Linked DNA regions of Mus musculus: all the other regions are linked to region 1. The links are chromatin contacts, called in public promoter capture Hi-C maps. All regions are on one chromosome and are shown on one strand. The core of a region is the stretch at or near the end of the contact, and the rest is flanking DNA. Distances in the headings are between cores, read along the strand shown. Region 1 holds the start of Vps35l (VPS35 endosomal protein sorting factor like). Region 2 has its middle 22 kb from the start of Gm35083. Region 3 holds the start of Gpr139 (G protein-coupled receptor 139).

Region 1 (3,958 bases), core at 1,292-3,791:
AACAGACACAGCAGGGCTCAGGGAACCTGGGCCCAGGGGACTTCCCGGAGCAGGACAGATATGGCAGGGCTGAGGGTTCCCAGCCAGGGCCTGGAGGAGGGGCCCCAGAAGAGTAAGTTCCTGAGATACAAGAAAAAAGCCCAGGCTGGGCATCTGCAAAAGACAGGAGGCAACCAGAAAAAAAAAAAAAAAAAAAAGAAAGGGCAATTGTAGCTTTATCAGCTCAGGACTGATAAAGAGGAAGGCTCAGTGAACAGGACAATGAGGGAGGAGCCTGAGCACTGGGCAGAGGAGGAAGAACAGCATCACAGAGGGGAACCTCAACACTGGAGGGGTCTGGAAGAACGGCCACACGCACTTGAGAAGGGAAAGAGAAGCGCCATCTCGTCAGAGTCCCCCCAGCACACTGATCTGATCACTAGGCCTCAGGGAGAACCCCTCAGGTGGCTTTACCCACAATTCCCTCTTAGTAACTTCCTACCGGCTTCTGGTGACGCTTTGCTACTCTGTCCCCTTCACTGTCCCCTTCACTGTGCAGCGAAGCCCATCCTCTCCTATAGCGTGCTCTGCCATCGCTGCCTCACCACCACCACCACCACCATCACTAAACACACTCAACCTTACTATCTCAACAGTTGCCAAAAATCAGACTTTTTCACTAATAAAGATATAGGTACCTCCCATTCGTACACCCCAGAACAGTTTGTCCTGGTTACACTGGCTGATTCCCACTACTTTCCCTCATTTAGGGAAAGAGCAAACTCCAAGATCCAAGTCCCTAGAATTCACATGGCAGGCTGCACGACTTTAGGTCAACTCGCATCCCATGGTCTCAAATGAAAAGCGGACTTGGTTAACTAAGTTAGCTAAGAGGCTAACGCTGACCACTAAGCACGTCCCTTGAGAAATGCGCTCTCTGGAGCAGAGGCACACTTCCCCTGGGCCTCATCAGCTCCCTCATGCATCGACAGGAACAATCACCGGGAAGAAGACGGACACAATTCTGTCTCTCTCATTAAAGAACACGAAGTCAGTGGGTAAAACTGAAAGATGGGCGTGCACTCCCACACACTTGCTCAAGAGAGACGGCTACAGAGACCATAGGCACGAGCAGAGCTGGGGTCTCAGCAGTATGGAAAACGAAAACATCCAAGGTTAAGCCAGCACAAGCAGGTGAAGCCAACCCACGGTGTGATACGGCACCACGCTGACGTGCTGTGTCCTTAAGTGGTCACTTAAGAGTCTGCAGGGTGGAGTGAATTAAAGTGTCCGGCCAAAAAGCCAGAGGGTTGATGTTGGTTATGTTCAAGGCCTAGCGCTACAAATTTCTTTCATGCTCAAACGCAGAAATTTTGCCCCTGAGATGCAAGGTCTCCAACGTCCAACCACATTATCATCCGCTTATCCTATGTGGGTTCTTTATCGACACAAATCACCTGTGACAACCTAAAGGTCACCTCACTTCTAAGCACAAAAAGGCCCGTATGCCAGTCACTTGGGTACACACTATTCCTTCCTGCTTGGTGAGCTCGTATGCATCCTGCAAGACCCAGTTGAAGGCTCTTCTCTGCAGTCTACCCAAGCCGCCAGGGGAGTTGACTGACTGCCCCCTCTCTCCTTTGGGCGTGTCCTCTCTCTAATACGTTCTACTACGTTGAACAACGAGGTAAAGAAGCGTGTCTGGGGACCCTACATAGAGTAGGGTGAATGGTCCCACTTTACAGATGAGAAAGTCTAAGGAGCTCAAGGAACAAGCGACCAGGTCTCCCAGGTGCAGACTCCGGGCGAATTCATCCCCTTCCCCAGAACTCCCAGGCGTGCCAACGTCTCCCAAGGAGGCGGAAGCCTTGGATGGAGTCCGTCTGAGTGAAGGAGCTGCGGAACAGAGGAGAGGAGCAGAGTACTGACAGCGGTTCTGCTCTTCCGTAGTCCTGACAGCCCGGGCGGGGACGGAGGCCACCGATCCCAACAAGGAGGACTGCCCACCCCCACTGAGAGGAGCCCTCCCCGAAGCCTACTAGCGGGTTTTTCCTTACCAGGGAAAGACAGCCATCTTCCCAGTCACATGATCGCCTGTTTTCCGCGTCCAGCCCCTTTTCTCACATCCAGGGAAGCTCGGCCCCGCCCCAGACGCCATGATTGTGAAGGGCAGCTTCCGCTCTGAAGATCCCGGGCTCCGTCATCCGCCATGATTGTGAGGGGCAACTTCCTCCGGATTCCGATCCTCCGCAGTTGTATCGGGCAATGGCCCGGCAAAACCCAAGCTCCGTCATCGGCCTTGATTTTATTTTTTCTTTTTATTTTGTTAATAGAAATCCATTTACGTCTGCCTCCGAATGATGGGATTAAAGGCCTGCATCACCACGCCTTGCTTAAATCCCATTCGTATTATGTAAATATGTGCACGGAGGTCAGTGGATAACGGACAGGTGTTGGTCCTTTCTTCGCTTGGCACTAGATGCCATTACCTTCTGAGCCATCCCATTCACACACACACACACACACACACACACACACACGATGCCATTACCTTCTGAGCCATCCCATTCACACACACACACACACACACACACACACACACACACACACACACACACACACACACCGCCCCCCAGTCTTGTAAGGGGTAAGACGCCACTGGCTGCTTGGCCCGCCTGCGCCCTCTAGTGACAAAAAGGAGTGCACACACCCATCCCTGCTGAGGGCCAGACACAAGTGATTATGAAGTGAATTCTGTTTGGTGTGGGTTCTCTTCATGCTTCGTAAGGATGAACACTTTGGGCATTTTCCCCCCACTACTGACAATCTACGTCCGAATACGGGCAAGCAAGTTCTGTTCTTGACCACAGAACTTTGGCGCTCCTGTTTTAAGCCCCACCCCACCCCACCCCCATGGATAAATTATGATAGGGTGACTGCACTCAATGCACTTTGCCCACTCCCTTCTCAATAGAAACTTCTGGAGTATCTATCATTAATCACTTGTTTTTGGAAAACTGATGCTCAAAGCTGGTGAGTGTCAAACTCTAACTCAAATAAGAATGGATTAAGACTGGGAAATTAGCAGACTGTCTATTCATACCATCCTGGTTCTACTCCCAAGTGCATTTCCTTATGGAAAGAGCAGCATCCTCTTATGCGTTCTGGAAAAGGCAACGGAATATACTTTAACTAGGACTGACATTTTCAGAGTCCCAGTTTCTTCCTCTGTGAAACTGAGCTAACTGCTAAGGTGACAGGAGGTTATAAAATCCCTGTCTCCGGGGCAAACCTCAGATGCTGTAGTTAGTGAGGCAGGCAAGACAGGCTGCTCTTGGTTGGCCTTTGCTCTCAGAGCCTTTCTCTCTGTAGCGCTGACCCTGGTCTATAACAGAGCAGGGCATCTACTGTAAATGGGCATGCCACTTGCCTGGGGACTGTAAAACAGTGGCTCTGGGATAGTTGTGTGTACAATTCTAGGGGACACTGCTGTTGGTGGTTCCTTTGAAAGAATGGTAGCAGTTTGGGTGGTAAGAAGCAACTATGAGGCACTAAAGGCAGGGGACCAATTGTCCTTCGTACATTCGTCAAACCCATCCCATCTTATGTATAAAATAGATGATGGGGAACTATCATAAAACAGGCTACATTTCTGGAAAGGATAGATAACTAAAGGGTTCTTCTTACCACATGCTAAGACCATGGTTTTGTGGCATCTCTGTCAGTGTCCCTAAAGAACTGTAAAATCTGGGCTGGAGAAATGCGTTATCTGGTAAGCACTTGCTGTTCTTCCAGAAAACCCAGATTTGATTTCTAGAACCCAAACTCACAACCATCTGTATCTCCAGTCCCAGGGGATCTGATGCCCTCTTCTGGCCTACAGAGGTACATGTGGTATAGAGACACACATACAGGCAAAATATTTATATACATCAAATAACTAAGTCTAAAAAAAAGAATCTTTTAAAGAAACTGGAGA
Region 2 (3,905 bases), core at 1,096-3,595, 440 kb after region 1:
GTGGGCTACCACAACCTAAGGAACTATATTAAAGGGCCACAGCATTCCGAAGGTTGAGAATCACTGCTTTAGAGCAATGCAGAAAGTTATAGTAGCACACAGAGGCAGGTGGACCCTGTGAGTTCCGTAGCCAGACTTAGTTGTCCTCTGTGTCTACAGTGGCAAGTACAGGTGCGTCCCAGAACCTACCCCAGAACTACTGTGACTGACCCAGGAACGGCTGTGACTGATCCCGGAACCTCTATGACTGGCCCCGGAATCACTATTACTGAGTTACCTTCATGGCAAAGAGACTTTGTAGATCTCATGTGTTCTTAGTCTTGAAATGGAGAAGTTACCCTGCGTTATCCAGTGAGATGCAAGAGAGTTCCAAGAGTCTCTAAAATCCTGGGTGTGGTGATGCACACCTGTGATTCCAGCATACAAAAGTTAGTGATGCAGGAAGATGATAAGCTTTAGGCCAACATAGGCTCCATAGCAAGACCTCATCTTAAAACTTAAAAAAATGGGCTGGAGAGATTGGCTCACGTGGTGGCTCACAACCATCCATAATGAGATCTGATGCCCTCTTCTGGGTGTCTGAAGACAGCTACAATGTGCTTAGATATAATAATAAAGAAATCTTAAAAAAAAAAAACTTAAAAAAATAAAATTAAAATAAGGAAGAGGTAGGAAAAGGAACAGATCAAAGAAATTGCATGAGAGCCGTTTAGAGGGCTCAGCAGGCAAAGGAGCTTGCTGTGGACCTGATGGCCTGAGTTCAATTCCCAAGACCCACATAGTGGAAGGAGAGAACCAATTGAAGAAGAAACTTCAACTGCTATTGCTGGCTTGAAAAATGGAAGAGAGGGGCTGGAGAGATGGCTCAGCCGTTAAGAGCACTGACTGCTCTTCCAGAGGTCTTGAGTTCAAATCCCAGCAACCACATGGTGGCTCACAACCATCTGTAATGGGATCCAATGCTGGTGTGTCTGAAGACAGCTGCAGTGTACTCATATACCTGAAAACATAATCAGGTAGAAACCACTGCACCCCTGAAACCTACAAAGGGAACACTGTCCTGCCAATAGGCATGTTAGCTCCTGAGACCTACTTTGGATTTCTGACCTGGAGACCTGTAAGGTAATACTTTGTGGAAAGTGTTTTTAACTTATTTTGGCAAAACATACAACATAAATATTACCACTGTAATTCTTTTTTTCTCAAGATGGGGTCTCATGTGTCGCCCAAGCTGCCCTCAATTCCCAAGCTCCTAGGGTCTAGAGTAGATGGGTCTGATGGTGCTGGCCACACCCAGCTTAATTTTCATGGTCAGCTCAGTGCAGAGTAAGAAACCTCACTCCACCATCTCTCCTCTAAGGTCCCTCTCGTGCCTAGAGAGCACATTGAAGCCATCTTTGTGTACTAGCCCATTTTCCTCAAGAACTGAGCCCACAAATCTACAACAGCACTGGAAAGAAGAGAACCAACCATTAAACTTTTTGATGAGCTGTCTTTTGATTTTTGAGAAAGGGTCTCATATTCCAGGCTGGCCATGGAATGACCTTCGCCTACACACACACACTCTCCTGCTCCCCCCTCCCTCTCCCTTCTCCCCCTCCCCCTCCCTTCCTCTCCCCCTCCCCCTCCCTTTGTATCTCTATCTCACCGGGCCTTCACCCAAACTCCTGTAATTCATAAGGTTTTACAGGAAAAACCCAGGCTTCAGGAATGCTTGACCAGCAAAAGCCAAGTCACCTCGATGAGTTTTAAAGGGACCCCCCAGGATATTTTTTAATGTGCTGTCAACATAAAGTCATTGCTCAAACTTGCTGTGTTGTTCATTAAAACAGAGGCTTTAAAATGTAAAGCCACGGTGATGAGACGGTTCGGGAGTTCTCGGCCGTGTGTTAGCCTCGTGCGCCACCTGCTGTTAGACTTGAGAACATCAACACCATGTGGTGCTTGGTTTAGGCCTTGGGTTTTGATGTGGGTTGGTTGGTTGTTGGTTGGTTGGTTAGTTGCTTGCTTGCTTGCTTGCATGTGTGCTTGATTGGTTGGTTGGTTGATTGATTGATGATTGATTGATTGATTGATTGATTGATTGCAGTAGTAGCCCACTTGTACTCAGCATCCTTCATGTTCTGATTTCATTTCTTCAATAAACACATAAAATGAAATCCATTCTAGATAAGACTGTATTTTGAGGAACTGACCATTAAAACTTCCTGCTTTCTACCTTCTACCTTTTGCAAAAACAAAAAAACAAAACAAAAAAAAAACATAAAAATGAACTGATTTCGAAATTGCCATTTGAGAGCAATTGCTAAACACTTACTACATGCTAAGCCAAATGGGGTTAGCCAACTATAGCTACAAGCCAAATTTGTGCTTTCCCATTTTTTGTTAAAGTTTTGTTGCTTGTTCTCTCTCTCTCTCTCTCTCTCTCTCTCTCTCTCTCTCTCTCTGAGAGAATGATGCTATATATCCCAGACTGGCCAGTAACTCTCAACCTCTGGCTTCCCCTTGGGTATTAGGCTCACCACTCCTGACTTAGTAAATAACATTTTCCTGGAGCACAGCCACGTGTGTCCCTACATAGCTCTGTTATTTTCATGTCCTGAAAAAATATGAAATTACTCTCCGGATCTTTGTAGTAAAAGTTAGCTCAGGCCTTGGCCAAAGTATTCACAAATCAGGCTGTTTGGTTGGCCCTCGGCTACTCTTGGTAAGAGTGTAGCTGTTTTTAAATGTGTGAGTATGTACACACGTGCCTGTGAGCATGTGTGCACACACACAAATGTGGAAGTCAGCGGGCTGTGTGTGGTCAGTTCTCTCCTTCCACATTTATGTGGGCTCAGGAAATCGAACTCAAGTTTTCAGTTTTCATGGCAGCAATTTTCATGCATTGAGCCATCTCTCTACCCTAACGATGTACCTCTTGCCACCAGATTTTGTTTGACAATTTACAATTGATCAAATGTAATCCTTTGACCAACTACAAGATCATAAAGATCAAGCTGAGATGACTTCAAATTCTTATTCTTATTCTTGTTTTTTGTTTGTTTGTTTTTTGTTTTTCGAGACAGGGTTTCTCTGTATAGCCCTGGCTGTCCTGGAACTCATTTTGTAGACCAGACTAGCCTCGAACTCAGAAATCCGCCTACCTCTGCCTACCGAGTGCTGGGATTAAAGGTGTGCACTACCACGCCCGGCTGACTTCAAATTCTTGATCCTCCTGCCTCAATTACAATGCCAAGATGTCAGGCGAACACCTCACACCAGCCTAAATTGTAATTTTTTTAGTCCGCTAATGATATTAACCCCAAACATGACTTGTGGTTTAGATCACAATCATGTCAAGATTTAACACACTAAATTATATTAGAGATATTTGAAGGGGCTAGAGAGATGGATCCATGGCTAAGAGCATGCACTGCTCTTGGAGAGGACCAGAATCCAGTTCCCAGCATCCATGTCAAGTGCCTCACAGTCACTTTCAACTCCACCTCCAGGGAGATGCAATGTCTCTGGCCTCCTGGGATGCTTCACTCATGCACATTCCCACACACAAATACACATGCAAACACATTCCTAAAAATGATTTATAAATAAATATTTTCTAAGAAAGAAACTGAACTGAATATAATGCCACACGCCTTTAATCCCAGCACTGGGGAGGCAGAGACAGGAAGATCTCTGAGTTCAAAGCCAACCTAGTCAGCAGAGTGAATTCCAGAACAGCCAGGGCTACAACAAGAAACCCTATCTCAAAAAGAAAGAAAGAAAGAGAGAGAGAGAGAGAGAGAGAGAGAGAGAGAGAGAGAGAGGATGGGAGGGGAGGGGAGGGGAGGGGAGGGGAGGGGAGGGGAGAGGAGAGGAGAGGAGAGGAGAGGAGAGGAGAGGAGAGGAGAGGAGAGGAGAGG
Region 3 (4,033 bases), core at 719-3,218, 440 kb before region 1:
TACTTAGCTCACGAGGTTTTGTTTTGTATTTTAAATTTTTTACAGGAAGGGTGGTCACATTCAAAATCATCATAAGAAAGGATTTATGTGGCCAAGGACGTCTCTGTATTTCCGATCCTCCTATCCTCACTTCCCAAGTACTAGGACTAAAGACTTGAACTAAGGGGCTAGGTCTTGTATGGCACTGGTTCAAAACAGAGCTTCATGCCCACTAGGCAAGCACTCTGGCAACTAAGCTACATTCCTGGCCTCAAGAGAAAATTGTGGGTGCACTCCCCCAAAAGAAATGACACATGCTTAAAGTGACAAATATGCTCATTACATTGATTTGGTCATTACACATTAAATACAGGGATCGAAATATCACATTATACCCCAAGAAATATGCATGGTGATGTGTGTCAACAGAAAATAAAACAAAAGGTTAAGACGGTAAGAGAGGTGACAATAAAATGTTAATATCTAACAGAGCTTGAAATATCAGGTTGTGCTACTGTGTACGCATGGGACTCTGTAATAACCTGTCCCTTTAGGGGGCTGGCTGCCTGTCTGTTCGCCACAGACCCAGCTGAGGCCAAAAGATTCCTCTACAACTTTGGTCCTCCAGCAGTCCCCTCCTCCATTCTCTTCCCCGGGGAAGCGCCTAACAGAGATGGGGACAGGACACCGGGCCCTTGCTGGAGACCCAGAAGAAGCTCTGCTTTTTTCTCTTTTAGGAACAGAGGTTAGGGGAGGAGTCTGAGGAGGTGGGCTTTTCAACATCTTAAAGCCAGTCGCTTGCCCCTCGCTTGCATCTGCTTCAGCTTGCTCCTGGAAAGGCTCGCCTCTGTGCTCCTCCTCTGTGCTCTTGACTTGAGTCCGGGACAGACATCTCTCCTTGGAGGATTCTTGGGTACCCTTGAAAAAGGAAGCTCTTGCAGCGCTCTGCCTACCTCTCCTGCAATGGGAGCGACCCTCCACTGCCGGAATCCCACCTGCTCCGCCCATACTCTCCTTCACACAACCTTCAAAGTACTCCAGACCACCCAGCTCCCTATGTGCGATTGTGTAGTTGTTCGAGGCTCCGCCTGAGCCTGCTGCGCCCTCGTGCATATTGATGAGGGTGTCTGCACGTTTTCACCAGTCTAGCTAGGTGTGGAAGATGGGAGAATCTACGTGCATGGGTGTGTGAGTGCATCCGCATGACTGGGCATTGTGCGCCTTTGTGTGCGTGCGGGTATGTCTCAGTGGCTGTAACAGACTTATGCCAGGCTGAAGGCTGTGTGTTGTGGGCTCTTAGCCAGCCTGCATCCCATCCAAGTTCAGGGACAGTACCATCGACCTGGTGACATTCGCAAAGATATTCGCACCCTTCCTTCAGACCCACAGGCTCAGGCAGGAAAAAAAAAACCTTTCAACATTCTCTGGGCTCCAACAATCGCGACCCCCCATCCGCCATACCAGGATGTAAAATACTCTACGTGAAGATGGACTCCAGGCATTGGTGGGGAGCGAGGACAAGTAGCTAGAGAGAGAGTCAGAAGAAAAACTGAGGACATACTGGAGGGGAAAGGAGCTGCTGAGGGAGAAGCAGGTCATATTCACACCACGCCCCTCCCACAGGGGTTGGAAACCCAGTTCTCCATCCCGGTCTTCCTCCGGGGTTCCCAAGTTAACCCGGTCTTTTCCTCCAGAAACCGAAGCCAAAAAAACGCAACTGGGACTGGGTTAGGCTAACATCCCACCCAAGCCCCCCACCCCCAAACCTGCACCGCGAGCTCTCTGTGTGTGTGTGCCCGCGCAAGCGCGCGCGCGCGTGTACACACACACACACACACACACACACACACACACACACCATCCAGGAAGCTGCTGATTGGCTGAGGGGAACGGCGTCCCGGCCCGGGTTCTGAGGCGGGAGCTGAGCGGTCCTAGGAGGGAGGTGCACACTCTGGCTTCAGGAGCCCCTCCCTCGTCCCCTGCACCCTGCCAGAGAACCGAGCTGCCTATCTAGGAGGGCAGGTGCGGAGCCACCCGAGGACACCAGCCAGTAGTGGAAGCGGGTCCCGCGGTGCGGCGATCCTCCCTAGGGCTGCCTGGTCCCCAGCCGCTTGGCAGCTGCGCCGAGCCCAGCCCGGCGAGGGGCGCGCTCATGGAGCACACGCACGCCCACCTCGCTGCGAATAGCTCGGCTTGCGGCTTAGGCTTCGTGCCGGTGGTCTACTACAGCTTCTTGCTGTGCCTCGGGTTACCAGGTGAGGGGTATGGGGAAGAGGGAGGGAAGCCAGGAGTCCCAAGTTGCAGAACAAGGCTGTCCAGAACCTCAGGGGGTCCCAGACACCTTCTCGAGAAGTGCCTGGAGCCCCGCACCCCCTTTGAAAAAGTGTAAAGTTTAAACCTTGGTGGCAACTGTGGATGTTTCCAGATCAGGATGAATGGCTTGTGGTTTGGCGGGGACAGTGCTTGTGTGGCTCTGGGGCATTGTGACTTGTGGGTGTGCATCTACTCCAAAGCGCTCCTGTGTCTGTGTCTGTGTGTGTGTGTGTGTGTGTGTGTGTGTGTGTGTGTGTGTGTGTGTGTGTGTGTCTAGGGGGTCGAATCCCTGAGGGTCCCAGAAGGGCTGCGTGAGACTTGACCGCAGCTTCTGGGCAGAAAGCCTAGGGAAGGCTTCTCTCCAGCTTTTGCCCCACTCTGTCACCTCAGCTGAGAACACTTCTGCCACACTCTGTACTTCCCTAATGCTACATAAAACCAAGACCTTGATCATAGCTTCTCAGGTTCAAGAGACAATGAGGTGAGCCCTTGCTATCCACTATCACTAGCCCTAGGGAGCAAGGTGTCTCCCTGTAGCTAAGAAGAGTCAAGGACTGTCTCTGGGTCTGGGATGTATGGGGCAGAGGTGGACACTGGTACCTCAGAGGATGGCATTCTCCTTGAGTTTATGTCTGCTTCCTCTGGCTTTGCCTCCAGGTCAACCCCAGTCCTCCCTACCCAGGCAGCTCCCAGCGCTGCAGATGAGTGGCTGGCTGGTCCCACATCTTAATGTCCTTTGGAAAGTGAAGCTGGGACTTGTAGTGAATTCCTGAAGAGAGATGAGCTGCTGAGGGAGGAGGGGTGTGTGCATGGGCTATGAGGGAGACCAACTGGGACCTGTAAGAACAGCCCCTATGCCCCCTGTGGTGTGGGGTTGGCTTCAGTTTGGAGGTCTTTGGTTAATCCTGTCATCCACACAATGTCATGGACATTCCTGGACATTCCTGCAGACAGAAGGGAGAGCTAGAGATGGAAAGGCTCAGAAAGAGAAAAACTCCTGTTCAAACTAGACTCTAAGCCTCTACCACTGCCCCAAGAACTTGAGCATCCTGGGATACTGAGAAGCTAGGCTTCAGTCTCCTAGAGATCTGAGAGCCCTCTCCTCCTCAAACATGTAGGAATCCAGAGCCCGTGGAAAGATGGTCTCCAGCAATCTCCACTCCCAGCACAGGCAAGTACAAGTTTCCTAACATGGGCTCCTGTCCCTCATGTGGAGAGAAGTTCTCTCCCTAACCTCTACCTCCCTAGAAGAGGGGCTTCACCTCTGCGCACCCTGCCAGGTAGGGTGCTCCTGTAATTACCTGGAACTGAAATTGATTTCTATCAAGGTTGCACCTCCCCCTCCTGCCCTCCAAAGCCTGTCCCCAGAGCTTTCTATTGAGAAGTCAGTTTTTGAGAGGCTGGTTATGTGTGATGCTTGCTGAAGTGAAGAAGAGCCAGAGCCCCCCTCTTCCTCAGCACCCTCTGGTCAGAGTGTAACCCCCATCCTGACTGTTCCATCTCCCCCACTGCTGTACTAGACAACCACTCTTGGGCATTCCTAAGCTGGAAAGACAAGGAGGAGGGTGACCTCCAAGAGTTCAAAACAGGACATGAGGTTAGGAGCAGAGAATGCTGACTGTCAATGACCTCAAGTCCAAGTGTCTTGAACGGTCACAGTCTAACTCCCATGAAGACTATGGTCTTTCCCACCCAGAGCTTTGGCACAGTATACCAGCATATGTTTTTAGCATAGGGCTAG

What was found. Promoter capture Hi-C pulls out the DNA fragments that hold promoters and counts their contacts.
Region 2: a contact with region 1 is called in a promoter capture Hi-C map of 3T3-L1-derived adipocytes, with 4 times the contacts expected there. The contact joins the enhancer-like site here to the promoter of Vps35l in region 1. A contact is called at or near these places in 9 of 39 promoter capture datasets (the 3T3-L1 cell line, 3T3-L1-derived adipocytes, the C10 cell line and 6 more), 1 of 15 datasets of contacts at CTCF or cohesin (embryonic stem cells), 2 of 484 Hi-C or Micro-C datasets (embryonic stem cells and myocytes), 5 of 115 datasets of contacts at active chromatin or transcription factors (embryonic forebrain, embryonic stem cells, large pre-B cells and 2 more) and 1 of 9 other capture datasets (adipose tissue).
Region 3: a promoter capture Hi-C map of embryonic stem cells shows a contact between it and region 1. The contact joins the promoter of Gpr139 here to the promoter of Vps35l in region 1. A contact is called at or near these places in 1 of 39 promoter capture datasets (embryonic stem cells), 1 of 484 Hi-C or Micro-C datasets (embryonic stem cells) and 2 of 115 datasets of contacts at active chromatin or transcription factors (bone marrow-derived macrophages and embryonic stem cells).

The regions. Positions count from the first base shown.
Region 1 is chr7:118,738,854-118,742,811 of GRCm38.p6, reverse strand. It overlaps Vps35l (VPS35 endosomal protein sorting factor like), which reads right to left and starts at 2,541. Exons shown (of 31, transcript NM_027815.4): 1 at 2,037-2,541. The coding sequence starts at 2,137.
Region 2 is chr7:118,303,006-118,306,910 of GRCm38.p6, reverse strand. No RefSeq gene overlaps it. Among named protein-coding and RNA genes, the nearest start is that of Gm35083, 22 kb to the left of the region's middle. Within about 2 kb of position 2,345, at least 13 of the 459 cell types and tissues checked have an H3K27ac peak or open chromatin away from gene starts, as enhancers often do. A contact at or near this core is called in 3T3-L1-derived adipocytes and adipose tissue, where this site is marked.
Region 3 is chr7:119,182,473-119,186,505 of GRCm38.p6, reverse strand. Gpr139 (G protein-coupled receptor 139) reads left to right here and starts at 1,968. Exons shown (of 2, transcript NM_001024138.2): 1 at 1,968-2,234. The coding sequence starts at 2,132.